Linked DNA regions of Sus scrofa: all the other regions are linked to region 1. Evidence: chromatin contacts called from public Hi-C and HiChIP or PLAC-seq data. All regions are on one chromosome and are shown on one strand. The core of a region is the stretch at or near the end of the contact, and the rest is flanking DNA. Distances in the headings are between cores, read along the strand shown. Region 1 holds the start of CH25H (cholesterol 25-hydroxylase). Region 2 has its middle 54 kb from the start of FAS. Region 3 holds the start of FAS (Fas cell surface death receptor). Region 4 holds the start of ACTA2 (actin, alpha 2, smooth muscle, aorta).

Region 1 (6,909 bases), core at 526-3,025:
CCTTTTACTGCAGTGTTTTTCTTTTACCACCTTCTCAAACTTTGGGGATTTTTCTTCAGTACACCAGTACGTGGGCTAGTCTAGAGGTGGAGAGGCTACATGGTCGTTCTCGTTACTGTTGGGTTATGTGGCACCCTTGCCTTTATTGATCCCCTCTTGCTCCTGACACAGCTGCATAGGCTCTTACCTTAACCTTATAACCCTAGCTGCATTCTGGGAGCGTCGTCTCATCGTCGGCGGAGCCTGCAAAACAAGTTCGGAGCTTGTGCCTTAAGAAATTCTGTAACAGGTTCTAGTTGTGACTCTGATTCCACTGGGTTTGATATATGTTTTTTTAAGAAGAACATAAAGATCTCCACAGACCTCTAGGGCAGGGAGAAGACTGGTTAATATTCTGTCAGCTTGGAACTCCAAGAGCCTGTGTTTACTTGAGCAAAGCTGCTAAATGAAGTCATGACTCAGAGTGAAGTCATTTCTTCAGTCACCATAAGGGGGCACTCTCAGCTTTGACTTCAAACCTTTTCTGGGCCAGGCTGAGAACTGGGTTGATTTAGGACTCACTTGGTAATTTGAGGATTGGTAAGGCCAACCATGTCTGTGGTCCTTCTTATCGCAGATTATGACTAATTCTTGCCTAATGCATAACATCTGAAAAATATCCTCAAAGAATAACTGTGCCTCAAAAGGGACTTGAAAATAAAACCTTGCCTAATAGGTAAGAATGATCGGAACCTCAGCCATGAGGGAGGAAGTGGGGAAGGCTTTAACCAAGGCTTCACACTTATTAAGACTGTTGATATTATCTCCAAACAATGAATATTTTATGTTTGTGGGTATTAAAAGTGTTATTTTGTTAAATGTAAACATTTGAAATATCCTGTAATTTGAACTCTTGCCCCTTTTTTTTTTTTTTTAATTGGTATATGGAGAGATTTTCAATATATGACCCCTGAATGGCAACATCAGGTTATACTAATTCTCATTTTTTAAAAATTTGTCAGTGATCCATTCACAAGTACTTATTGTACTGGGCTAGGTGCAGATTTCAAGTTTAATTCCAAACTAAGTAAAACTCTTTGCCAACTTGTTTCAGCAGTACTAAAACAAATACTTCTGCATTTTTACACTGTGCCTTCCGGGTTCGTGACGCCTTCTCATAAGACTGATCTCTGCAACACCCTTTTGATGCGTGAGCAAGTGTTTTCTCTGCTTGACAGGCAATGGTGTGCTTTTAATGGGGATGATTTTATATGCTTTAAATATTTTAAGCAGGTTGAGAGTTCCAATAATATTCGTATAAGCACCACTTACAGGTGACGGATGGATCAAAACATAAAAAAAGTGTATAAAACCAAATATGCAGTAGCATCTGTGGCGGATAGGGCATCAAGAAATCTCTTGGGGGGTTAACAACCACCCCCACCCCCCATATTCATCAGCATCCTCCACTGTTCTGGTGTTAATAATTAATGTTTTCTGAGTCTTTTGTAAACAGCCCTATAAATGCAACTTTGATGCCCCATTTCAATACCAAATTCCTGTAGTAGAGATACCTACCTTGAAATTGACACTGGCTGGGTTTTGCTCTCAGTTTGGCTATAAGTTTCTATCGAACCTTAGTTGGTCTTGACTCTTCTGAGATGGAGTTTTCATCTTTACAAGGGGTTAGATTTTGATCTTTGAGATTGTTTCTTGAGTTTGATGTGTTACAGCTGTAAGCTGTTATGACATGTATCTCTGATACCCAGGAATAAACATTTCGGTTAGATAGATGCCAAGACAGTCTCACCTAGATTTGGAAAGAAAAAAAAAAAAAAAAAACCATAAAGGTACAGAAAAAGAGATGATGTCACTGGTACAAGGTTTTTTCAACTACCTTTTCTATTTTCTGGGGGGTGGGCATTATCCAAGATCTTTTGGTGAGGTGGTACCAAATAGCTTTGAGATTATGTTAAATATGTACAGACCTGATTGTTGTACTCTCAGAAAAGTGATTTGATCTCTACAGCAGTTAGGGAAGAAAGAATTCCTATTCTCCAACACTGTCAGAAAGACCACACCACGTTAAAAATACACAGGGAGTCAAAATCAACTGGAGAAGCACAAGAAATAATGTGGCCAAAATTCTGATACCACCAGAAGTCAGTTAAAAAAAACCAAAAAAACAAAAAACTCTTCCATGGAAAACCATCCCAGTGGGTAAGTAGAGCTAAATGACATCAACCAGTGCCCCAGGGGAAAAAAACAAAAAAACACACTCTTTTTTTTTAGCCTTGATCTAAAGCCAATATCTTCTAAAATGAGCATTGAGTCTACAGATACCTTCTGAACACTCATTATATGCAAGGTATAATGCTTGACATTGTGAGAAAAAAATCCTAGAAGTTAGACTCAGTGCCCTAAAAAGGTCTATTCATCTATCAGGTTGTTAAATAAATTTTGTGTAAATTCAGAGTGTTTTAAAGGCACATGTTTGCCAATTCAGGAAATGACACCCCTTTAGTCAAGACTAAATAGGGCTGTTTTATTTGGGTCCATTAAGTGGATGCTGGTTTTGGTTGGCCAACATGACGTGCCCACTTTTTCAGCATCTTCCATGACAGTGGACAGCTGATGAGAGCTTACCTGATCCCTGAGACAGTTGCACTTGCAAATTGGACACAAACTTCTGTCCTAGATGGTTTCATGGGCCGGAAAGGCGGAGAAGCTGGTGGCTATTTTTCAGAGTGCTGTGAGTGAGAGGGGAGAGCCTGGGCCAAGGAGGCTGAAGCTGTGGCTTCCAGGTCTTGCTGCACAGGATTTTCTGGAGAATATGCTGACAGGCTTAGTAATAAAGGATGGAAGAATCAAATAAGGAGAAGAACGAGTTGGTTGGGGCTGGGGCTCAAAGGAGTCAGTCCTGATAGCAGTCTATTAGCTAATTAAGCCACCCACTTAAAAAAAATCTGAGAGCATCCAAAGCATTCAAGCATGAGAGCTGAAACCACAAGAAAAGAACAGCATGTGCTAGAAGGAAATTTGAAGGTTGACAATTTATGTTGAGGGCGAATTTGAGTGAGTGAAATTTTACTTCTGAGCAGAATTCATTTGTAAGTCTGAGAAAGTGAACTGGTGATGGTCTCTCTCTAGAACACTGAAGGGTCCAAGAGTGAAGGCTTAATAAATGGCCTAAGATACATTCACTAGTGTAGTGTAATTCTCAAATAGACTTTAAAAAAAAAAAAGAATAACCTCTCCTCTCTGAGAAGCTGCTTGAATTATACAAAATTCAAAGGTAGGGTGATATCTGTGAAAAATGGGAAACAAGAAAGTGCCTGGGTTGCCCTAAAAGTGAATTGCAAAGAACACTGGAGGAGGAGAAAGATTAAAGAGGAACCTAGAAAGGACAGGTTGACTAACTGGACGAAACCCACCAGCAGGGAGGCCAAAGTCCTCTGTGGTACCTGTCTCTGCTAACAAATATCCAAGCAACGTTAGAAAATTCACCCTCTTTCCTTTTTTGCCTTGACTGTCAAGAAGCTCAAAGCTGCTTTTCAAACTTTATCTCATCAAGACACATGCAGAATATTATCATATTCTATGGCAGACTGAGGTTTAAAAAAAAAGTCTGTGATAGGGCCAGAGACTGAGGGCTCTAGAGAATGGGCATCTACCAAGGAATATCCATATTCCATCAGCGGCAGTTCAATGAGGTTCTGAAATGTGAATTGACTTATAGGGGTGTGTGTGTATGTGTGTGTTTGTGTGCATATACATAAAACATCCTATATATTCCCTATATATCCTATATATTATTTATTGGACTATTATATGTCAATTCTAGGCCCATATGTTGGTCTATATTTTCATTGTATTATTTCCTCATAGTACATGTCTTTATATCTCTTATTTCTCTTTGCAAAACTTTCTTTGATTTTAATGGCAAACTTCCTCAATTATTCTTTAGGTAAAATGTGGAGCACACATTTAAAGATGTGTCTTATTTGTATGTTTACTGTGTTCCAGGCACTATACTTTATTTCTGGAAGACCACAGCAATACTGCCTATCTCTTGGCAGTGTGACAAACCCAGCTCTTCTAAGGACTGGATGAAATCAGTTGGAGTAAAACATTTAGCCAGTACCTGACCGACGTTGCAAGGTACCTTTTTGCCATCATTGTCATCATCACCACCACCATTATTTTCTCCTTTAATGCTTGCATAGCCTCATGAGATAGCTACTATTGTTAATTCCCTCTGGGAAGGCGGGGGAGGTAAGAAAACGCAAAGCTTCGTGGGGTGAGGCTCTAGCCCCAACTTCATAGACAGAAGAAGCAAAGCTAGCACTAGGAGTGATAACTGGCTTCAAAATTTCCATCCCAAACTTCTATCCTCTGGGCGTCTCTTGTGTAGCGAGGCAAGTCCCCCGATCAAATGCGAAGGTTGCTTTTCATGCTAGTCCCGGGGTTCCCCCAATCTCTCTCGGCACCGACTTCCTCAGGCGCAGGTCCCCACCAGGTCGGCTCAGTGCCAAGAGTGGTTGGGGTGAAAGCGAATGGAGGGCTCGCGGCGAATTGGCCCCGCGAAGCCAGCGGAGGGACGGTCTGGCTGGGTGCAACAGCATCTGTCCCATAAACAGCCTCCTTTAGCTTCAGGAACGCACAAAGTAGAACAAAGTGGGTGGTTTACTGATGTCATTGCTTCCACACCAAATTGAGATGTAGCGACTTTTAGCCAGATCTGGGCAGGCTGTGGATATTAAATCCAGCCCTTGACTTTTTTTTTTTTTTTTTCCTTTTCTTTTCTTTCGTTTCTCTCGAAGCGAAGCCTAACGATCGCAGATCGCAGTCCCCTCTCCCGCGGCTGTGCCGCCGGGTTTCTGTCGCAGGTTTGTGAGACCCTAGCGCGGGGCCGCTGGGACTCCGGCTTAGTTTGGGGTCTTTTTTGTTTATTTACTTATTTTTATTTTTGGTCTGTGCAGGGGTATCTGGAGCTTTCAGCGAGCCGGCGGGGATAGCTCCTCACTGGGAACACTGAAACGCTGGGAACACCTTTACTGTCAGATTTCCTGCGCTGAGAGCCTCTGTACGCTGCCGGGGACCTGCAATTAGTTCTCTCTGCAAAAGGTTATTTTGTGAATCGCTGCTGGTGAAATCAGTACAGCGCGAATGGAAGGAAAAGATCTGAAATACGCAAGGTACGTTACTTTAAAAAGTTTTTTTTTTTTTTAAATGCAGTTACACGTGTGTCTTTATTAAAACGCAAGACAGTTTTAGGTATGCACTGAAAAATACAAATAATTCTGCATTTGATTGCAAAGGGGCTCTTTTCGATGGTGATGTAAATATTCTCCATCTTTTTTGGGAGTGGTGATGACCTATGAATTGAGTTGTCAAAACTCGTAGAAACTCTACGCTGAACCTCTGTGCATTGTATTCGGTAAATTGTACGTCAATTAAAAAATCAGAACATAATCCTGCAGTTACTACGTGCCATTGCGTAATTACATACATAAACACCGACTAAATGCAGCTGTAGGTGTATATTTATAGCAGCTAAGCGAGACTCTGTGGGGTTATTTATTTATGCAAGCTCTGAGAAGCCGGGAAAGGGAAAAGAGGCTTCTGACATCACATGGGGCGGGGCCGAAAGCCCTAAGAAAAGTACGTAGGACCAGAGCAGCAGCTGCCGCCAGACACAATCTCACCATGAGCGGCCACAACAACTCCGAGCTCCTCGTCCTCTGCAGCTCCGGCCAGCTGTTCCTGCAGCCCCTCTGGGACCACCTGAAGACCTGGGAGACCCTCATCCAGTCGCCCTTCTTCCCAGTCTTCTTCTCCATCACCACCTACTTGGGCTTCTGCCTGCCCTTCGTGGTACTGGATGTCTTGTGCCCGTGGGTGCCCGCGCTGCGGCGCTACAAGATCCACCCGGACTTCTCGCCGTCGGTGTGGCAGCTGCTGCCCTGCCTGGGGCTGACGCTCTACCAGCATGTGGTGTTCGTGTTCCCGATGACTCTGTTGCACTGGGCAGCAAGCCCGGTTCTTCTGCCCCCAGAAGCCCCCGAGCTGCTCCAGCTGGTGCGCCACATCGTGCTGTGCCTGCTGCTCTTCGACACCGAATTCTTCATCTGGCATGTGCTGCATCACAAAGTGCCTTGGCTGTACCGGACCTTCCACAAGATGCACCACCAGAACTCGTCCTCGTTCGCACTGGCCACACAGTACATGAGTGTCGGGGAGCTACTTTCTTTGGGTGTCTTTGACATGGTGAACATCATGCTGCTCCGGTGCCACCCGCTCACCGTCCTGATCTTCCACGTGATCAACATCTGGCTGTCGGTGGAGGACCACTCCGGCTATGACTTCCCCTGGTCCACTCACAGACTAGTACCTTTCGGGTGGTATGGGGGCGTGACACACCACGACCTACATCACTCCCAGTTTAACTGCAACTTCGCCCCTTACTTCACACACTGGGACAAAATACTGGGAACGCTGCGGTCTGCTCATGCCAAGTAACATCCACCCCTCCCAGGCGCTCAGATCCTGTGCATTTCACACTTGAATCAGCAGAGACACTTGATGTGTTTTGTTTTGTTTTGTTTCTTTCAGTCAGTAACTTATTATCTGATAGAAATGTATGGGAAAAACCTGTATTTTTTCACAGTTTGATAAAGTAATTTATATAAAGTTTGTATATAAACAACTGTATTCTTGATGTAGAATTCTAGCTAACTTCAATAGCCTTGATTTCTGGTGTAAAGTACCCAAAAATCACTGTCATATTTAAATGATCTCTAAAAAGATTTGTTTGTAGAACAAGGAATTTACTATGTTTGACAGTGTCCAAGAACTAGGCTAAAATAACTTTTTTATGGAGAATCTCATCTCTGACTCTGTAAACAATGAAACATGTTCCTGCTGGAC
Region 2 (7,094 bases), core at 3,256-5,755, 150 kb after region 1:
CTCCACGACTAACCTCTGAATAACTACCATAAAAGCTGATGCCAAAAAGATTTCTTAGGGTGGGGTCTTGGTTTCTGAATCTTAAGTCCAGCCTATCATTTGACAAAAAAATTTCCTGGTTTGTGCATTAGCTTATGTTTCGTTCTCCTTTGCAAAATAATTAAGTAGTTCAAATCGAGCTAATTGAAGTACATCTGGGGAGTAGCTGCCCCCCAAACCAATAACTGCTCACTGAGTAAATAAATGGTTCTGTCTCTGGATCTGGGAATGAAGGCTTGACACTGACCCTTCCTTGCCTGGTCCAAAACTCACATACAGTACCAGGATCTCTGGTTATTTTCAGCATGCGTATTCCTCTGAAATTTTTTGAATGGAAAGATGAGGTTAATGAATATGCACCTAGTTCATAAGAGAGGTTGCAAGCTAACAATCCATTGGCTGAATCCAGCCCCAAACACTTTTTATTTGAGTCTTTTTAAATTTTTTCATTAACATTTAGGAGTTGGGAGATTTTATCTAAAAACATAGATTCTACACTTCTTGCACTAGATCTACATTTCTCCATAGCATGTCACGGTGGATCAGAGTATCAGCTACCTGTTTTAGACAAGGCATGAGCCCTACTCTTTACTACAGTACATGTCTGACCTAAGAGGAATTGCCTTTAAAGAGTTTATTTGCCCGGTTACTTTTCAAATATATAGTAAACACGTATTTCCCTGTATTACACATTTAGACTGAGAGCTGCATAATTTTAGAAAAAATGGAAGTCAGCATGTGTTTTTCTTTTAATAGGAAAAACAAATTTTTTTTTTTCAGAAATGTAATCATCTTTCATTTGCCTGGCCCCTTTGGGTGTCTGAATTTACAACTCTTGCCTAACCATCTTTTTTCTGTGATGGAGAGTCTCTGCTTTTTGTTTTGTGGAGCTGTACAATAATAACCAGACTAGAGAGAGAGAACTATTGTGATCTGCGAAATAAATCCCTACTATTTTTATTTTTCCTATAAATGTTTATCTGAATAGTGGTCAAGTCAGATAGATTATAAACTCATCAGAGACTGCTGATGTGGGGGCAAAAATCAAGGAGATGGAGTCATAGCTGGGACATGAATGAAGCCAGTCCATGGGGTGAGGACCTGAGATCACATGTGGGGCTGAGCCAAGTTGGAAGCAGGCAGGAAGCCCAGAACTGGAGCTCCAAGATTAGATAACTACCAACAGGGCCAAGTCAAAAACTTACTGGAAAAGCCAGGTCAGAGCTCAGGAAACTCCAAGAGGAAAACATATTTGGAACCTGTGTCCTGCCTAGGTTTTAAGGCTTCAGCACATATAGAAACTTGAGGCCAAATTGGGTTATTTTTAATCTTTTTTAAAAAAATCATATTCTAAAACTCTTCCACCAGGTAACTTATTGACATAGAAATGATTTCTTTTTTTGTTTGTTTTTTGTTTTTGTTTTTTGCAGCTACTGCCCTATGCCATAGCCACGACAAGCCACATCTCATGGCAGCTCATGGCAACACTGGATCCTTAACCCTCTGAGTGAGGCCCAGGATAGAATTTGCATCCTCATGGCTCGCTACTAGTCAGGTTCCTGAGTCACAATGGGAACTTCCTAGAAATGATATTTCTTTAGCAACTTTTCTTAACATATACATTTTATTACTGTGGAATGCATACAAATGTGAAGCTTAAGGATTTTTAAAATAAGTGAACATCACATGTCATCAGCACCCAGATAAAAAATAAAACATTCCCAATACTCATGCCTTAGGAAGCATTATCTTTCTAAGAAAACTACTATCGTGTATATAATACATAGCTGAATTTTTTTCCCTAATTTTATGTAGCTGGAATGCAATGCAGTATATACCAGCTCTTTAGATTTCAATATTGTATTTGTGGAAATCACACACTGTTGCAAGCAGAATTATTTTGTTGCTATTGCGTGAAAATGGCACCATAATTTTTTTTTTTTTTTTTTTTTTTGGCCATTTCTTGGGCTGTTCCCTTGGCATATGGAGGTTCCCAGGCTAGGGGTCGAACTGGAGCTGTAGCCACCGGCCTACACCAGAGCCACAGCAATGCGGGATCTGAGCCTCGTCTGCGACCTACACCACAGCTCATGGCAACGCCGGATTGTCAACCCTCTGAGCAAGGCCAGGGATCGAACCCGCAACCTCATGGTTCCTGGTCAGATTCGTTAACCACTGTGCCACGACAGGAACTCCGAAAATGGCACCACAATTTTTCTATTCATTTTACTCTTGATGTACATTTGATTTGGTTTCAATTTGAGGCTATTATAAATAATTCTGTTGTGCATATTTTGCTACACATTTTATGGTGACTAGCTGTATGCATTTCTTCACAAATTTGTGTACTTTCACAAATGAAATTGCTGGGTCATAAAGAACACTCATGTTCAATTTTGCTAGATACTGCTAAATAGTTAAGGAGTACGCCAAAGTGTCTATACCAACATGGGCTCTGATCACAGGGGCAGGAGCGTGTGGCTGACCCATGATATCACCAGTGTGTGAAATTACTTATCTTTTTCATTTTAGCCTTTCATGTAATGGTGAACTGCTATTGAAATTGTTTTGAGTTAGCATTACCTTAATAACCTGTAAAGTTGAGTACCTTTTCTTATGTTGATTGTCCTTTTGAATATCTCCTTTGTCTATTTTTTCCTATTGCATTGTTTGATTTTTTTTTTCCTTTTTACGAGCTTTAAAGATATATATATTCGGTATGTGAACCCTTTTGAGACATGTTTTGCATATGTCCTCTCCCATTCTGTAGTGATGTCTTTTGATGAAGAGCTATCTTTAATTAAAATATACAGTTCAATGCATCCTTTTTCTGGTTAGTGCTTTCTAGTGTATGAGGAAATCTTTGTCTACTTCGAAGTCATGAAGACATTCTTCTGTTCTTTAATCTAGATGCTTTGTTATTTTATTTGTCATAACATCGGTCTCTCTGGAATTAATTTGGTTTACAGTGAGACATAGAGGTGAAGTTTTTTTTCGTAAGCGTGTCCACTTGACACAGCCTCATTTTTCAAGACTGACATTTCCCTACTGCACTTAAGTAATCAAAGAGCCGTATGTGGTTCTGTTTCCGTACTCTGCTTTCTGTTCCATTGCTCTGGTTGTCTGTTCTTGTACCAGTGCCCCACTGAAACGGATTAACTGCTCAGTAGCAAGCCTTTTTATCTAGCAGTTTAAGACCTTCAGGCTTATGTTTCTTTTGCAATATCGACTTAGTTATTCTTGGGTCTTCTCATTTCTCATACAAATTATAGAGGCCTTAATTTCTTTTTTCCATTTTTTAAAGCTTTATTAAAGTATCGTTGATTTACCAGGTGATCATTTTTGCTGTACAACAAGGTGATTCAGCTATACATGTATGCACACATCCATTCTTTATCATATTCTTTTCCCACATAGACTATCGCAGAACATTGGGTAGAGCTCCCTGTACGACACAGCTCCTGTTGCCCACTTATTCCATATACCACCATGTGCATGGCATCTTATTAATTTCTACATGTACATAGGCAGAGACACACAAACTTCCTTGGAATTTGATTGGATGTGCATTAAATTTATAGAGCTATTTGAGGAGAAGTGATATTTTTACAATATTGAGTCTTTTTATCCATTAAAATGATTTCGGTACCTGTTTTATTAGGCTTTCTGCTTTCTCTCAAACTTGATTATATTTCTCAAAAAGACCACACATCATCTTTCTCAGGAGATTTTACTTTTTGTTTACCACTATTTTATTAATATGCACTTTTTCTGATTACGTAAATAATAATTGTTTAATGTACAAAATTTTTCAACTGCAAAGAGGAGAGAAAAATCAACAATTCATTCTTGATTTCAACCATCTGATATAATCACCATGAATATTTTGATGTCAATATCTTCCATATATGCTGTAAAATGAGGACCATACTGTATACAGTCTTTCATATCTTCCTTTGTCTCTTAACATATTTCAGAGATATTTTATCTCTTGAACAAATTTTCATGCAAACATGATTTAGAAAATACCTAAATAGTACTCTTCCAACATATTGGCATCAAATAAACTATTTAACAGAACCTGTATTATTGGTAATCAGATATTTTTCAGATTCTTTTTCTATTCTGAATCATATTGGAGCAAACATTCTGGTAAATAAATATTTGGTTTTATGCTCAGCTGTCAGGACTTTTTGAAACTGTTGGGGCCCCTCTCACCAGGCATCCCCTTGAGAATGAAATCATATTTAAACCCTACTCGACAATCTCTGATGCACCACCAGGTCCAAGGAAAGCAGCATGAATTGGGAGTCCAGTATTTTCTTAAGATCATCCAACTATTGGGTGATTATCCAAAATGCTTCATTGTGGGAGCAGAAACGTAGCTCTAAGCAGCCACAGCTGAGCTGCACCCTCTTTCAGGGGAAGGCTATGGTGCTGACAGGCAAAAACACATGATGCGTGAGGCCATTAAGGACATCTGGCAAACAACTCCTGCCCACTTCCTCTCTTCTCTCTGCCTTTCCTCCTTTCTCTGTGAGGAAAAGCAGTGGGGAGGGGAAAGGAAGTGAGCAAGCCAAAGGGTTGTGGGGCTGCTGTGGTCAAGTGTGTCTGGGCTTATATAGAATTTGGTGCTCATCTCTGTGGGAGTTTGTTTTGACCCTACAAATTGTTTTTCTGATGCCTCTCCTTCATGGCTGGGATGACATGGTCTATCATTTGTTCTGACATATTCTTCTGGGAGTGATTTATCACTTATCTATATCCCATTCTAAAACATTATTCCAGAAGTTCCCATGGTGGCTCAGCTGAAATGAATCTGACTAGTATCCATCCATGAGGATGGATTCCTGGCCTCACTCAGTGGGTTAAGGATCCGGCATCCGCTAGCCTGGGAATCTCCACATGTGGTGAAGCCTTAAAAAGACAGAAAGGGAAAAAAATATATGTGTGTGTGTGTGTGTGTGTGTGTGTGTGTGTGTGTATTCCGGAGGGCTTGCTTTATAGCTGAGGTCCCCTGATTTTAGGGAACCTGCATCTTTCATGCTACAGAGCAAGCAAATTTGCCATGGCCTTCCCAAGGGGACATTGTATCTATCTTCCAAGGCTGCTTGCTATATAAGCCTACTTGAAACGACAGCCAGAAACAAAGGACAGTTAGGAATTCTCTTGTGGTGCAGCAAGTTAAAGATTCAGTGTTATCACTGCAATGGCTTGGATTGCTGCTGTGGTGCAGGTTGGATTTTGGCCTGGGAATTTCCACACTCCCCCTAAAAGTTAATGCCTCATTCTCAAGACATGGAGAATCACAAGAGCCACATGAGAATTAGTTCTGCCTGGAAATCAAGGAGGGCTTCCTAGAGGAGTTGTCTAATTTTAAGAATAAATGTGCAAACTATTATGTTTAGAATGGATATGCAAAGAGGTCCTGCTTTATAGCAGAGGGATTCAATCACTTATGATTGAACATGATGGAAGATAATATGAGAAAAAGAATGTACATATATGTATGACTGGGTCACTTTGTGTATAGCAGAAATTGGCAGAACATTGCAAGTCAACTATACTTTAATAAAAACATTTTTTTAAAAGAAAAAAGAAAAGAATAAATAGGAGGTCACCAGCCGGAGACGTACCAGGAAAGACACCTTAGAGAGTGGAAATTGAGGGAGCAAAGACCTGGAGATGAAATGAGGAAAGTACCAGGACAATTTGCAATGACTAGAGACTAAAATATGGTTCTCACATTCAAAGATGGAATCAAAATTTGATCATTATTTAAATTTATTTTTGCTGCAAATTGGTGTCAGCATGGTCACAGGAATATTTGTGAGACAAATCATTGAACCGAATGCACTGAAGGATGGGAGTACAGATCAGGATTCACTCTGCTGGGATAAATATGTTTTGGCTTCTGGAGCTACACAGAATGAATGCCCCTCCACTCACCTAATTATAAGAGCAGTGCTGCAGCTATCTAAGGACTCCTTTCCCAAGGCCTTCAGAACCTGTTGGTCTTTCAGCCACTCCATATATGTCATGGTTTTAAACTCTTCTTCAAATTAGTCGTCTTTCTCTGAACATATTCCGGAACACCCTAAAAGTGTATCATCTGGGGAGTTCCCACTGCAGCACAGTGGAAATGAATCTGACTAGTATCTGTGAGCATGCGGGTTCAATCCCTGGCCTGGCTCAGTGGGTTAAGAATCAGGCATTGCCGAGAGCTGTGGTGTAGGGGGCAGACGCAGCTCAAATCTGGTGTTGGTGTGGCTGTGGTATAAGCCAGCAGATGTAGCTCTGATTTGACCCCTAGCCTGGGAACCTCCATATGCTGCAGGTGTAGCCCTAAAAAGAAAAAAAAGTGTATCATCTGGGACTGGACAGGATTTGGGGGTCTTGAGGTCATCCTTTAAACAGTCGAGGATCTAAATGACTAACTCCATTGATGGCTTCTGGTTCTACTGGAATTCATGTTGTCAAAGCAACAACAGAGCAGTAAGGTCATCACCCCACCCGCCCAGTTAGGATCACATGTGGCTTTTGGACGAACCTGGCCCTGCCAAGGGAGGTGCTGACCAATCTGGAGAAAAGAATTTTTGGTAGCCTAACAATCCTTCCTTAACTGGGGCCAGAGGACCATTCACATCAATATTATGGGGAGGGGGAGAGGTGTGACTATTAAATGCAGATTCCTGGGCACTACCCCTAGCAAATCAATCTCCCAGTGGGTAGAGCTTGGGAAATCTACATTTTTCACAAACTCCTTTGGTGACTTTTACACTTTCAAATATTTGTGTGCACATGAATATGTTATGCACTCGTAGTTAGAAAATTCCTGCTTAAGAAGGTGGTTAGGAAATGAGTCCTTTTGTCCTGAAGGAGTTAATAAACCTCCCTGAGGAGCCAATGCACTTCCCAGCCCAAGGGAGGAATTTCCCACCTATTCCTGCCAGTATGTCTCCAACATCCCTCAGAGGAAAGGGTAGTTTATTCTCTTTATCTCATCACTGAGGGCAGAGTGGAAGCAGAGATTGTTTTCTTTTGTCCGGAGGGGT
Region 3 (6,858 bases), core at 152-2,651, 200 kb after region 1:
TTTGAATCTTAAATTTTCTTGGAGGAAATTTCTAAAGGAGCCCAAATATGGTACATAATTTCTGAAAAATTCAGGGAGAATTCTTTTGTTTTTCTCCCCAATCTAAGATGGTTCCGGACATCACTGATTTTTCCTTTCAATTCTTGGTGTAATCTGGACATCAGGTGCAATCAACAAATGCCCAGGCTTTGGAATTGGGCCTAAATTAAATTCCAGCTCTGCCACTTACTGGTTGCACTCGGTCGAATTACCTAAGCTTTCTGCACCCCGTTTCGCCATCTGTAAAATGAATGTGAGGACATCTTCCTTACCTTGCAGCCGCTGCTGAGAATTGACTGTGATCACGTTTATAAACACTTCTATCACAGTGCCTGGCACTTTGGTGGGGCCAGCAAAATAAGAAGGCATTGCCTTTCAGAGAATTTGGAACTCAAATGAAACCAAACGTCTTTAATTAGCGACCATCAAGGTGGCATTTCCGAGGCAGGGACTCAAAAAGAGGTGGCTGCTGCTTAGGCTTCTAGGCCAAGTACCGGCTCCAGGCTCGCCACCCTGCGCAGGCGCGGTGGCAGTGGGTACCACCGCTTGAGCAGTGGGGGCAAGGTTCCTTCCCTCCCCGAGTTCAGCAAACTAAAGTGAAGAACAGGACGTTAAAAAATAAATAAATAAATAAAGGCCAAACCTAAGGTCGTGACTTACGATCGGTAGGAGAGGGATTCCCGGAAGGGAAACAGTTTCTTTTTCTGTGTCGTGATAAGAAGGTAAACAAACCTCTTGAGGCGCATTCAGCCCCAAGATAACCTTTTCAAGAAAGAAACAGTGACGTCCAAAGCCTCGGGTTTAACCATTGCCTCGGGACTGATTTACTCCCTAAATTTGTGACACGTTCAGAAAACGTGTCTTCAGAGAGCTCATATTCTCACCGTCCCACAGCTCACACATACACCCGCGCAGAGGAGGACCTTTGTGGTGACATGTAAGGACTTGTCCAGACGATCCCCTCCTCTCTCGGGTAGGGCTCTCCCTCTGGCGACCCCCAAACATCCCAAGTCCCCGCCTGCCCCCGGCTCCCACCTCTCTCCGCGCCGCGAACAGGGCCCCCTGGGGCCGCGCGGTGCTGTTTTGCCTGCCGCGCAGGATCGCCGCTTCTCCTCCAACCCCAGGAAAGACGCGTTCCCCGGTTTCCTGAGACCTCGCCCTCAAGGAAAGTCCTAGCAGCCCTGAAAAGCCAGACTGCCAAACACCAGCCAAGCCCGGACGCCCACGCGCATCCCCTTAAGGTCATCGGAGCGCGTCCTGCGCGCTCCTCTAAGCGCCAACCTCTTGACCCAGCGGGGAGAGGCCCCCGCTAGGCAGGAGAGGACTTACCAGTGACAGGAGAACCCAGATCCCGGACATGGCTGTGGAGCCTCTCCAACTGCTAGCAGAGCAGGTCACACACCCCGTGAGAAGTGACAGTCCCGCCCTGCCCCTCCCCGCGCTCCAGCCAGCTCAGGAGTAAGTTCCCCGCCAAGGGCCCGCCCCCCGCGCTCAAGCCCAGTTACTTCTCCAGCCGCTTTCTTTTCTCCAGAAGCGTCTCAGAACACCTGCGTGTGGCTCTTCTGAGAGACCAGAAAAGACCTAAAGAAATGCCCCCGGGCCCTGGGGAGGAGGAGGGGAGTGGGGTGGCAGAGGAAGCTTTTCTGGGGAACGCCGGGTTTGGGGAAGGCGCCTTTGATTCAGCAACTCAGCCTGGGCGCGGGGGTGGCGGGACGTGGTGGGGGGTGGAAGAGCGGAGAGAGAGTCAGAGTCAGGGTTTGTTGCACAAATGGGCATTCCCCGTTGGGGTTGTTTCCGCTGGCATGTCTGGTTCAGGTGAGAACCCTGAGAGCCGGCTTGCTGTCTTTGCTACACTCTTTTGCCATTCAAACGGGGAAGGCTGGGGAGGGCTAGGGTACAGAGCGCAGACTTCCCGCCTCCTTGCAGGAGCCAGGGCCAACTGCCGGGAACTCAGAGAAGACCCAGCCTTCACTCAGCTCCGCGTGCCTGTAGGGGTGGGAACAGGAGAGTCTCACAGGAGCGCCGGACTAGTGTTTTGGTAGTGACAGTTATCAAACGAAAAGCTTCAGAGTGTGTGCTCTGGAGATTCTGAAGAGGGAGCACCCCTTGGCTTTTATTTCTCTAGAGGAGAGGGAGGCTAACTCCTATGACAAATCACACAGTTCCAGCCCTATTAGAAGTTCGCAATTACTTCCTCTCCTTTGTTACTCATTATTTCCTCTCTAATTTTCTTTAAAAAAAAAAAAAAAAGCACTTTTAGTGCTTTGGTTAACACTCACTCAAAGTCACTATTGTTTTGGAAAAGATGATCTGTTTAGCTAGTTCTGCAAGGATTTTACAGAAGGGAAGTTTGTATAATGGCATCATTAATGAGCATGTTTCTGAAAGTAGTTCCTAAGCTGGGAACAGATGCAGGGGTCAGTATCTCTGGCAACGTCCACATAGCTCTGCATCTCACTCTGTTGCCCATTAAGAATCTCCTTCCCCTCCTTCGGCCTGACCTGGCACTGGCTTGTTCCTTATCCGTCAGATTCCCTCTTGGAGGACATTTTCTTCTGCCAGCCTTTCCAGGCTCTAAAGCCTGGGTTAGGTCACTTTCCTAAATACTTTCACTGACCTTGTGTTTTGCCCTGCAGGATGGCCAAGTCTTGTAGGTGTTGCTTTGCCTATCTCTGCCTCAGCTCCCAACAGACTGTTAGTGAGGGTTATGAAGAAGACTCTGGCCCGAAGTTCCCATTGTGGCACAGGGGAAATGAATCTGACTAGGAACCAGGAGGTTGCGGGTTTGATCCCTGGCCTTGCTCAGTGGGTTAAGGATCTGGTGTTGCCCTGATCTGTGGTCTAGGTCGCAGATGTGGCTTGGATCCTGTGTTGCTGTGGCTGTGGTATAGGCTGTAGCTCCAATTCGACCCCTAGCCTGGGAACCTCCATATGCTGCGGGTGAGGCCCTAAAAAGCAAACAAAACAAACAAACAAAAAAGAAGACCCTGGCTGGCCAGTCCTGTTCCTACAGATCATAGCACAAAACAGAAGTGAATGGGTGGTGGCAGATGGGGGAGGGTGGAGTGGGATGGTTATGGAGACTCTGTGTCTGTGTTATCTCTGCAACATTTCTATAAACCTGAAACTATTCTGAAATTAAGATTTATTGAAACAAATCATAAAAAGAAGGAAGGAAAGAAAGGAGGGAGGAAGAGAGAAAGGAAAGGAGAAAAGAGAGAGAGAGGACAATTGACAAAATCAACATCTCTTATGAGTGCACCAGCAACTTTTACAAATGGTTTTTCCTTATTTAATATTTACCATTTTAGCCCAGTGAGGTAGATGATTATTAAACTTACTTTACACATAAAGAATTGGAGCCAAAAAAAGTTTAAGCAACATCGGCGGTTTCATTAGTCAATAAATAGCAAATCTAACAATTACATTTAGATATTCTTGTTCCTGAGGCCCTGCACTGCCTAAGATCCTCCCCATCAACACACACACCTAATTCCCTTCAAGTTCAACAAAATAATAATCTATGCCTCGTGGGGAGAAATGTGATTGATGAGCAAAGGAATGTAGAAAATTTGGGGTTGACTTAAACAGCTCTCTTAATCCAAGGCTTCTCAGAGCCTTTAACATGCTCATCTGCATTGTGAATTAGGGGCTATGATATACACTGTTCCCCAGGCTTCTTGTCTTGTTTATGGAGTCCTTGGAAGAACACCTACTGAATGAACACTTTATGGATGCTTGTGTTCTGGGGAGAACAGTTGAGACATCTCTAAAGGTCATTTTTATTTATTTATTTTATTTCGTTTTCTTTTTAGGGCCTCAGCTGCAGCATATAGAAGTTCCCAGGCTAGGGGATGAATCAGAGCTGCGGGTGCCGGCCTGCACCACAGCCACAGCAACTCGGGATCCGAGCCACATCTGTGACCTACACTGCAGCTTGCAGCAATGCCGGATCCTTAACCCACTGAGCGAGGCCAGGGATCAAGCCAAACTATGTCAGCTATGTCAGGTTCTTAACCCACTGAGCCACAATGGGAATTTCGTTATTGTTATTTATTTATTTATTTGCTTTTTAGGGCTGCACCTGCGGCATATGGAAGTTCTGGGCTAGGGGTTGAATCCGAGCTTCTGCTGCTGGCCTATGCCACAGCTGCAGCAATGCGGGATCTGAGCCTCGTCTGTGACCTACACCACTGCTCATGGCAGTGCCAGCCAGATCTTTAACCCACTGAGCAAGGCCAGGGATTGAACCTGTATCCTCAAGGGTACTAATCTGGCTCATTATCACTGAGCCACAACAAGAACTTCCAAGAACTCCATTATTTTTATTTTAATAACACATTCCTAAGGGCCTCCAAGGGCAAAGAAATACAATTTTAATGATGGAATTTTGGGCGCTCTACCAGATGTGGGAGATATTTTGGCATCCATCTGTATTTTACTCAACCATGCCATATAAGTTCAAGCTTGTCTCTTCTACTCTAAAGATATCCTTGCTATTGAACATTTCATTTCAAACAACATTTAAACATGCATCTTCCTGGAGTACCCATTGGGACTCAGCTGTAACAAATCCAACTAGTATCCATGAGAATGAGGTTTTGGTCCCTGGACTTGTTCAGTGGGTTAAGGTTCTGGTGTTATTGTGAACTGTGGTGTAGATCACAGATGCAGATTGGATCCTTCATTGATGTGACTGTGGTGTCGGTGGTAGAGGCAGCTTGGATCTGGCATTGCTGTGACTGTGGTATAGGCTGGTGGCTACAGTTCTGATTTGACCTCCTAGCCTGGGGATTTCCATATGCCGCAGGTGTGGCCCCAAAAAGACAAAAAATAAATAAACATATCTCTTCCTATTTTAAAAAGCTGGGAAGGGAGTTCCCTAATGGCTTAATGAGTTAAGGGTCTGGCATTGTCACTGCTATGGCTCTGGTTTCAGCTGTGGCATGGGTTCCATCCCTGGCCCAGAAACTTCTACATGCTGCAGGTACAACCAAAATAATAATAATAAAGCTGGGAGGAAGAAAACCCTCAATATCTTTTAACCCCCAAGATAACTTTTATTTCTTCTCCTCTAATATTTTAAAAGTCATTGTCAACCAAAATGCCCTTACTAAATAGCAACAAATTGATTTTAATACCCTCTCTGCATGTACATTCATGAATACCCTACATTTTTTCCCCTTCTTCCTGGTAATAGCACCTCTGAGCTGCCTTTGAAAAAATTGTTCCTCTTCCTCCTTCTTAGCTATTTGATGTGTGTGGCTGTATTAGTTGGGGTTCTCTAAAAAAATAAGACCAATAGGATATATATAGTTATAGCTATAGATAGGGCAATCTATAGAGTTCCATCTATCAATAGATAGATAAATAGATAGATAGATAGATAGATAGATAGATAGATAGATAGATAGATAGATGTATACATAGAGAGAAAGATGTATTTTAAGGGATTGTTTTATGTGATTATATAGGCTGGCAAGTCCAAAATCTACTAGGGTAGGCTAGCAGGCTGGAAACCCAGGGGAAAACTGCAGCTCGCCTCTAAAAGCCATCTGTTGGCAGAATTCTCTCTCTCTCAGAAGACGTCAAGCCTTTTCTTAAGGCCTTCAACTGATTGGTTGAGCCCCACACACTTAATGGCAGACAACTTCTTTACTCAAAATCTACTGTTTTAAATATTAATTCCATCCAAAAAATATACCTAGACACACCTATAATAGCACCAAACACTTGGCAACTGTGGCCTAGTCAAGGGGACACATAGACTTAACCACCACGGTGGCACTGACACCAATCCCAGGGCCTGTGCCTGTACGTAGCCGGAGAGGGGGACCGGGAGTTCCACTTGGTTAAGGCAACTGGCCCATCGTTTGGTTGTGAGCTTTGCTGGAAGCAGCAGAACACAGATTCTTTTTTTTTTTTTTTTTTCTTTTCTCCACTGTATTTGAAGTGGGAATATTTGAGGTGTTGAACTGATGAGGTTGTGAAGAGAGCTTGTGTATCTGCAAGAGCGGAAGGCAGAGTCAACCCACGCTGAGAGGAAAACCACACTAAGAGGCCAAGCCTGGCAGTATCAACCGAGACCTGGGTTGATTTAGTCCTGAAATCGAAACCTAGATTACCTGCTGTTACTCAGCTCAATACGTTCTCAATGTTTGCTTAAGCGGAATTCTTACGGCTAAAAGAATCTTAACTAATATGTCGTCAGAACTTAAGATCAGCATAAGAAATTCTCTCTTATCAAAGTTAGTTGTTACAAATTGACTGTTACAGAGTCAGGCTCAAGTAAGAGTAACAGCCTAGACAAGCCTAGGAGAGATGGCAGAACATCTATGACCATCGCTTCTACCAAAGGATTTTTTTTGTCACTAGAGGGCGCCAGATACTATATCAGCCAAAGGTCAGAAGACAATTGAATACTGTTTCTATGTAGAACTGTATTTGGGTTCTTGGCAAATGGAAGGAAAGAGGAGGGAATGCTTTGATTGGGAAATTTTGTGAATGAACCTGATCATACAGACGTTTTCATCTTCCTGAGAACATCTTATTTTTTATGAGGTTAAGAAATGATGTCGCCAAAGCACCTAGCACACTCAGTAAGTTCTAGTTACTGTTTGGCACTGTTCTACCTAAATGAGGTACCTTTACAGGGCAGGTTGCTAACTGTTAGCAGGTTGCTAACAGTTCAGGTGGAAAGAAAGACAGGCTTAGGAGTTCCTGTCATGGCTCAGTGGTTAACGAACCTGACTAGAATCCATGAGGACACAGGTTCCATCACTGGACTCGCTCAGTGGGTTAAGGATCCGGTGTTGCTAT
Region 4 (6,943 bases), core at 4,369-6,868, 240 kb after region 1:
AAATACATTACATATTCTAGACACTCTGAAAAGTTTAAAGGAGTGATTAAGCTAACTCTGCTTTCCTAGTTGGCCTTTATGGCATCAGTGACAACTAGCTTTATAGTTTTCTGATCGCTTTCGTAGCACAGGACTTGTATATTATCTCTTCAGTGTCCTCTCAGTTACAAATGCATTGGTGTGCAACAGGAAATACATTTGTGTGTGATTGGGTAAGTATATGTGGTACACGAAATAATGGACTCCCCAATACATCCACATCCTAACCCCCCAAACATGTGCATTTGCAGATGTGATTCAGTTGATCAGAAGTGATGCAGTTAATCATCTGGAAATATGAAGATTATCCTGGACCCATCAGGGCCCAATGTAATCACAAGGGTCCTTCTCTGAGAGAAACAGGATGGTCAGAATCAAGAAGAGAGATTTGAAGACACTACACAGCTGGCTTCAAAGACAGAAGAGCCAAGGAATGCAGTAGCCTCTAGATACTAGAAAAGACAAGAAAACACATTCTCAAAATGAATCTATCTGCAGAAAAGAAACAAACTCATGGACATGGAGAACAGACTTGTGGTTGCCAAGGGGGAGGGGGAGGGAATGGGATAGACTGGGAGTTTGGGATTAGTAAATGCAAACTATTGCATTTGAAGTGGATAAGCAATGAGATCCTGTAGCCACTTGTGATGTAACATTATGGAGGATAATGTGAAAAAAAGAATGTGTGTGTGTATAAATATATATATATATATATAGTGTGTGTGTGTGTGTGTGTGTGTGTGTATCTGGGTCACTTTGCTGTACAGCAGAAATTGACAGAACATTGTAAATCAACTGTATTAAAAATTTTTTTAAAGATGAAAAAAAGAAAATACTTTCTCCCCAGAGCTTTACAAAGAAAGACAACCACCCTGATTTTATCCCAGTGAAATCTACTTTGGACTTCTGACTTCAAGAACTATAATAGGGAGTTCCTGTTGTGGTGCAGCCGAAACGAATCTGACTAGTATGCATGAGGATGCGGGTTTGATCACTGGCCTTGCTCAGTGGGTCAGGGATCTGTCGTTGCTGTGAGCTGTGGTGTGGTCGAATATGCATCTTGAAGTTGCTGTTGCTGTGGCTATGGCATAGGCCAGCAGCTATAGCTCCAATTTGACCCCAGCCTGGGAACTTCCATATGCCACGGGTGTGGCCCTAAAAAGCAAAAGCAAAAAAAAAGGAACTGTAATATAAATTTTTGTTGTTTGAAGCAAGTTTGTCGTAATTTGTTAAAGCAGTAACAGGAAATTAACACAGGGTGTGCCATTCTTCTGGTTAAGAATTTACCTCTGCCCACCCACCCCCCTTTTTGCCCGAGAAATTGTCTCTTTTACCACTAGATCTAACTTTCCCTTACAGAACACTGGATGATAATAATAGTTAGCAATTCCATGGTGTTCTCCATGGGCTAGGCAGTATTCCAGGCACTTCTCATTTATTAACATCTCACTACGACCTTGTGATAAGGTATGATTATTAACCCTATTTTTCCATTGAGAAACTAAGAGGAAGAGAGAGGACATAGAGCTAGAAAGTGGCAGATCCAAAATTTGAACTGTGTATCAAAATCCCTCGGGTGCTGCTCTAAAAATGTCTGTCTTTGCACAAAGACAAGGTCTGAGGGCTGATGGGCATCGCCTTCCTTCCTTATGCTGCAGGTTGTTTCACATTTCATGCGCCAAGTGTCTTTTCTTAGGGGAGATTCTTTGAACTTCTTAGATTTTGAAATAAATGAGAACATTACGAAAAGACATACCTTCTACCCAGTGTTAGCATATCCCCCAAATACCAGCATTTACCTTCCTGTAGGAGGCGTCAAATCAAATTTGCCATTAAAAAAAAAAAAAAAATCCTGATTTCGCTCAAGCAAAGAACAGAGCCTGGTGAATCCCCGCAGATGCTGTCAGAGTGGTCACTGCGCCAGCATGGGCTGGATGAAATCCTGCTTGGGCTCTCAGGAGAACTCAGCTTTTGGATCTGTAAATTTCAGAAGCTGGAAGATTCTGAGAATGAGAGATAAGAAAGGATGCCTTGCTCTCATTGAGTCTCGTCAGACAGGATGAACTCTGTGACCTGAACAAAATACTAATGAGTGTGATTCGTCTAGAGAAAACAATTTCTACAGCCCAAGTTTTCCACAGCAAGAGAAAATCATTATCCTTTCTAGACCTCCATGTTATGTGAATGTTTGCCGGTATAAACGTGGCCAATTTATGTTATGTTTTTAATTTTTTTATTTTTATTATTTTATTATTTTAAAATGATTTTTAATTTGTCCATTATAGTTGGTTTACAGTGTTCTGTCAACTCTCTACTCTACAGACTCAGCCAGTTTAAATCCACACAGTACTGGGGATAAATGACTACTCAGCCATCAAAAAGAACAAAATAATGCCATTTGCAGCAATGTGGATGGAACTGGAGACTCTCATACTGAGTGAAATAAGTCAGAAAGAGAAAGACAAATACCAAATGATATCACTTATATCTGGAATCTTATATACGGCACAAATGAAACTTTCCACAGAAAAGAAACTCATGGACTTGGAGAATAGACTTGTGGTTGCCAAGGGGGAGGGAGTGGGATGGACTGGGAGCTTGGGGTTAACAGATGCAGATTATTGCCTTTGGAATGGATAAGCAATGAGATCCTGCTGTGTAGCACTGGGAACTCGGTCTAGTCACTCATGATGGAGCATGATAACATGAGAAAATAGAATGAGTACATGTATGTGTAACCGGGTCACCATGCTGTACAGTAGAAGAAAAATTGTATCAGGGAAATAACTTAAAAAATTAAAACTAAATAAAAATAAATAAATAAATCTACATAGTACTGGGGATAAAGGATATATGTAGATAAATAAATAAATCTACATAGTACTGGGGCTAAATCAATAAATCGTTAGACAATTAGTGAGCACTCAGTGCTTACTCAGCTCTGGACTGGACCTCAAAGAAAATTAAAATGGTACCAGATTTCAAGGAATTTATAGTAAATCATTGCTGGATAATGTTACCAAGATGGTGTATGCTGTTTGTGGAACAACACATCTGGGGATGATTCTTGACTATGCTTATAGCCTGAGATTTATTTCATAGTTTTCCTGAACTGCAACCAAGTCCTCAGACACTACTACTGTTTCTCTAATTGGCTCCATAACTCCTCAGACACATGGCTGAGAGCCCCAGAAATTATCTGGCCACTTGACAGGAGATTTCTTGGTAGACATACACGCATACTCATCCACTGCTGCTTTCTCTCACTGAAGACACTTGGATGAGGTATGAAAGTATAAATCTCAAACCCAGACCACAAGGCCATTTAATCACTTGCTCAGAAACTTATTTTCAGTTACAGGTCCTCCCTGGTTAATGTCATAAATTTTAGGAAGGAAGGGAGGGAGGAAGGAAGGAAGAAAGGAAGGAAAAAACAACTTGTGAGAAAAATTAAACCTTGAATCATCGCCTTGTATGTCTATTTATGTCATCAGAGTCTGATTGCTATCAGGCTGTGAATGCAGCCTATAATCAAGGGAGAAAATGACATAAGAACATTAAAAGTCAACATCCAAACTCTTATTTTTGGTATTTAAAGAACATTTGGAGTTCCCGTCATGGCTCAGTGGTTAACGAATCCGACTAGGAACCATGAGGTTACGGGTTCGATCCCTGGCCTCACTCAGTGGGTTAAGGATCTGGCGTTGCCATGAGCTGTGGTGTAGGTTGCAGACGAGGCTCAGATCTGTGGCTCTAGTGTAGGCCGGTGGCTACAGCTCCAATTGGATCCCTAGCCTGAGAACCTCCATATGCCACGGGTGCGGCCCTAAAGACAAAAGACAAAAAAAAAAGAACATTTATTTCATAAAGCTGTCAAGGAACACATAGACACTGCTTGAGACCGAAGTGGGAGGAGGCGGGATCCTACCTCTACCCCCTTTGACCCCCAATCAGGAAAATATGGATTTTTTCACTTTACATGATCCTTATGATCAATACCCTTGGATTAATCCCAAATGCTCCGATTTATGTTGTCCTGTGTAGTCTTCCTGTTTGAACATTCAGACAGTTATGTTTTGTGGTGATTAAAAACTAGATACAGTTGACAAATGCTCAAAAAATACAAAGAAGTCTGTTCTCATGCAGTCTTAAGCTATATAAAATTATATAATCATCACCAGTGCAATTTCTCAAAGAAAAGTGTGTGTGTGTGTGTGTGAACCATAAATCAAACAGGTCAGACCCAGTAACATGAGTGAACAGCTGGCACAGCTGTAAAATGGAGACATTCATTCTGGGATTTTTTTACGTGTCAGCAGACATGCTTGGTATCCATCAAAAATATTCCTACCATGAATTTAGTTGGCACGTTGGCTTGGAGGAGGGGAAAAGGTAAATGTAAAACCACTGAAGGGATCCTTTGTCACCTGAGACTAACAGCTTAAGGCCAGATTTGTGTTCACTCCCTACCTTCCTCTGAGAAAGGCCTGGATCTCCCGGCTCCTCTGTCACCTGCCAAATGTGTCAGCGGAGAGAGAGGACGCTCAGGAAGCCTTCCCTTAAACATGCCCTTTTCTCTGTGACTGTTTCTGTGACAGGTTCCTACATGGACTCTTGCTCCCTATGGAAGTTCCTGTTGTGGCTCAGAGGTATTGAACCTGACTAGTATTCAAGAGGATGCATGTTCGATCCCTGGCCTCGCTCAATGGTTTCAGGATTGCCGTGGCTGTGGTGTAGGCAGGCAGCTGTAGCTCCCATTCGACCCCTAGCCTGGGAACTTCCATATTTTGCACATTCGGCCCTAAAAAGCAAAAAAAAAAAAAAAAAAAAAAAACGGTGGCCCCTATCATGCAGCTACATTGCTCAGGACAAATCAGCAGATGTATCTAATGCATCAGGGGACCAAAGTGCCAAAGGCAGGGCTGACTTCCAAGCTCCTCTGTGAAACGGGCTCTCAACCCTGTCTCCACTTCATCCCCTACTTCCATTAACCATGCTCTCCCACCTCAAGACTTGATTTATAAACCCAGCATTGACAACCACAAAGTCCTCACTCCCTCTAGATATTTACAGACCATTGAAGAATCTCTTTCTTCATTGCAGCCCATGTCTGCGGGAGAAATTTTAAAAGGTCCTTACTCCTCAGAGGCTGCTTCTGTCTGTACTCAGTTTATGAGGAAATGCCCTGAAGTGCCAGCATGACAGCAGGCTGGCATCTCTCTCCTGAGGAATGTGCAAACCGTGCCTGCATCTGCCCCATGACACTCACTCAGTATTTCTGGGCATCTCAGCAGTTGTTCTGAAGGCTGGGGGTGTTTATCTCCCACAGGCAGCTGAGCTGCCTCCCATTTCATGAGCAGAGCAGTGGAATGCAGTGGAAGAGACCCAGGCCTCCGGCCACCCAGATTAGAGAGTTTTGTGCTGAGGTCCCTATATGGTCGTGTTAGACTGCACGGAGGGCTCCAGTCTGTCTTTGTTCCTTGTTTGGGAAGCAAGTGGGAGGGGAGCAGGCCAAGGGGCTATATAACCCTCCAGCGTCCAGCTTCCCTGAACACCACCCAGAGCGGAGAAGCTGAGTCCAGAGCAATCAGGGTAAGTGGCACGGGCCCAGGGATGTGTCTTGGATTCTAGTGGCCCTGATATTCCCCAGCACGATCAGACGTCATCTGCGGGGATTTGGCCGGGTTCACGTACTCCGAAATTTTTGAATGAAAATTGTACTACTAAAAAGATTGCAGCTTTTAGCTCTAATTACCTAACATTAAAAAGAAAGCTAGGATATAGCCCGGTGTAGGGGAGGAGGGGGAGAGGAAGATGGAATTGAAATCTAAGTGTGTCACCTGCAGAATCTGTTTATACTAAACTAACAGCTCAGGTCTTGCAGCACATTTCAGAGATTCTGTCCAGCTGTTTGCAGTCAGTTTATACCATCATTTATATTTGAGCCCTGGAAACTCCAGTATCTGCTTGCGGTTCAGATTTGGTGTGGGGATTTTTCACTGGACTGTACTTTTTGTGCCGCTGAGATATCTGGAAGTGAATTTTAGAAATGACCAGCAGTTAGTTGCCTAGCCTTTCATGCTGGCTACCCGTGTATTTGCATCTGGGTTCCTCCGGCTCTAATTGGTCATTATCTTCTGTAAGAACATCTCTTGAGTGTAACAGTGAGCTTACAGGTCAGGATATGTGTCTCGGTTGGTTGGTCCTTTGCAGCAGAGCGCAGCAGGAACCCAACTGAATCTTTATGAATAAAGAGGGAGGGAGCTGGGGTGCATCTGACAGCTGTTTGCCTTTCAGCCTATGGGATGTCTGATTTGCATTTCTCAGCCAGGCGAGGAGGTGGGACTGTGGAACCAGCCCTGCCACCCCAGGCTGATCTGCACTGTAAATCAGGGTTTGGCAGCTTCAGCCTGGACTGGAGTTTTCATGCTGAAAATTTCCTTCCATTTTGTGATTCATGACTAAATATGGTTTGCATTTCAAGACCGAAGAGCTGGGAACTGGAGCATTTCCCTCCCACTAACTCCTCATTTTTTGGCACAAGATGCACTCAAGTCAGTTAGAGCAAACCCCCTGACCTGGGGGCTGTTCCAAAAGCAGACGTTCAAGTGTGTTTTACCTAATTAGGAAATGCTTTGCTCCAAACCCAGCTGCTCATCAGGTTAAATAAAAAGTTGTAAACCACTGAGCTGGCTCCTTTCCGGGGACAGATTTCTCTAATGACAGTGCTCGTTTTAGAGATTTTGAAATTCTTCCTAGACATTTTTTTTGCCAAATAAAAATACATTTACTAAATTTTGGTAGCTTTTTTTTTTCCCCTGCATGCTTGATGACGCCGAGGGTCAAGCCTACTTTTTCTGCAGTACATTCCAATATTCTTTCTGTCAAATGCAAGAGTTATTAA

What was found. Hi-C and Micro-C count contacts between places; a contact is called where the count stands out from the background. HiChIP or PLAC-seq counts read pairs in DNA pulled down with a chosen protein or histone mark.
Region 2: an H3K27ac HiChIP or PLAC-seq map of alveolar macrophages shows a contact between it and region 1. The contact joins the enhancer-like site here to the promoter of CH25H in region 1. A contact is called at or near these places in 5 of 47 Hi-C or Micro-C datasets (blood, heart right ventricle, mesenchymal stem cells and 2 more) and 2 of 2 datasets of contacts at active chromatin or transcription factors (alveolar macrophages and skeletal muscle).
Region 3: an H3K27ac HiChIP or PLAC-seq map of alveolar macrophages shows a contact between it and region 1. The contact joins the promoter of FAS here to the promoter of CH25H in region 1. A contact is called at or near these places in 1 of 5 promoter capture datasets (liver), 1 of 47 Hi-C or Micro-C datasets (embryonic fibroblasts) and 1 of 2 datasets of contacts at active chromatin or transcription factors (alveolar macrophages).
Region 4: a contact with region 1 is called in a Hi-C map of embryonic fibroblasts, with 2.6 times the contacts expected there. The contact joins the promoter of ACTA2 here to the promoter of CH25H in region 1. A contact is called at or near these places in 2 of 47 Hi-C or Micro-C datasets (embryonic fibroblasts and mesenteric adipose tissue) and 1 of 2 datasets of contacts at active chromatin or transcription factors (skeletal muscle).

What each region holds. Positions count from the first base shown.
Region 1 is chr14:101,123,488-101,130,396 of Sscrofa11.1, reverse strand. It overlaps CH25H (cholesterol 25-hydroxylase), which reads left to right and starts at 1,775. Exons shown (of 2, transcript XM_021073089.1): 1 at 1,775-4,140; 2 at 4,962-6,909. The coding sequence starts at 5,566. The coding sequence ends at 6,501. It overlaps LOC102164066 (a long non-coding RNA gene), which reads right to left. Exons shown (of 6, transcript XR_002338591.1): 3 at 2,626-2,823; 4 at 1,558-1,789; 5 at 188-243.
Region 2 is chr14:100,978,117-100,985,210 of Sscrofa11.1, reverse strand. No RefSeq gene overlaps it. Among named protein-coding and RNA genes, the nearest start is that of FAS, 54 kb to the right of the region's middle. Within about 2 kb of position 4,505, at least 3 of the 83 cell types and tissues checked have an H3K27ac peak or open chromatin away from gene starts, as enhancers often do. A contact at or near this core is called in alveolar macrophages and retroperitoneal adipose tissue, where this site is marked.
Region 3 is chr14:100,921,848-100,928,705 of Sscrofa11.1, reverse strand. FAS (Fas cell surface death receptor) reads right to left here and starts at 1,401. Exons shown (of 9, transcript NM_213839.1): 1 at 1,369-1,401. The coding sequence starts at 1,398.
Region 4 is chr14:100,885,382-100,892,324 of Sscrofa11.1, reverse strand. It overlaps ACTA2 (actin, alpha 2, smooth muscle, aorta), which reads left to right and starts at 5,618. Exons shown (of 9, transcript NM_001164650.1): 1 at 5,618-5,631.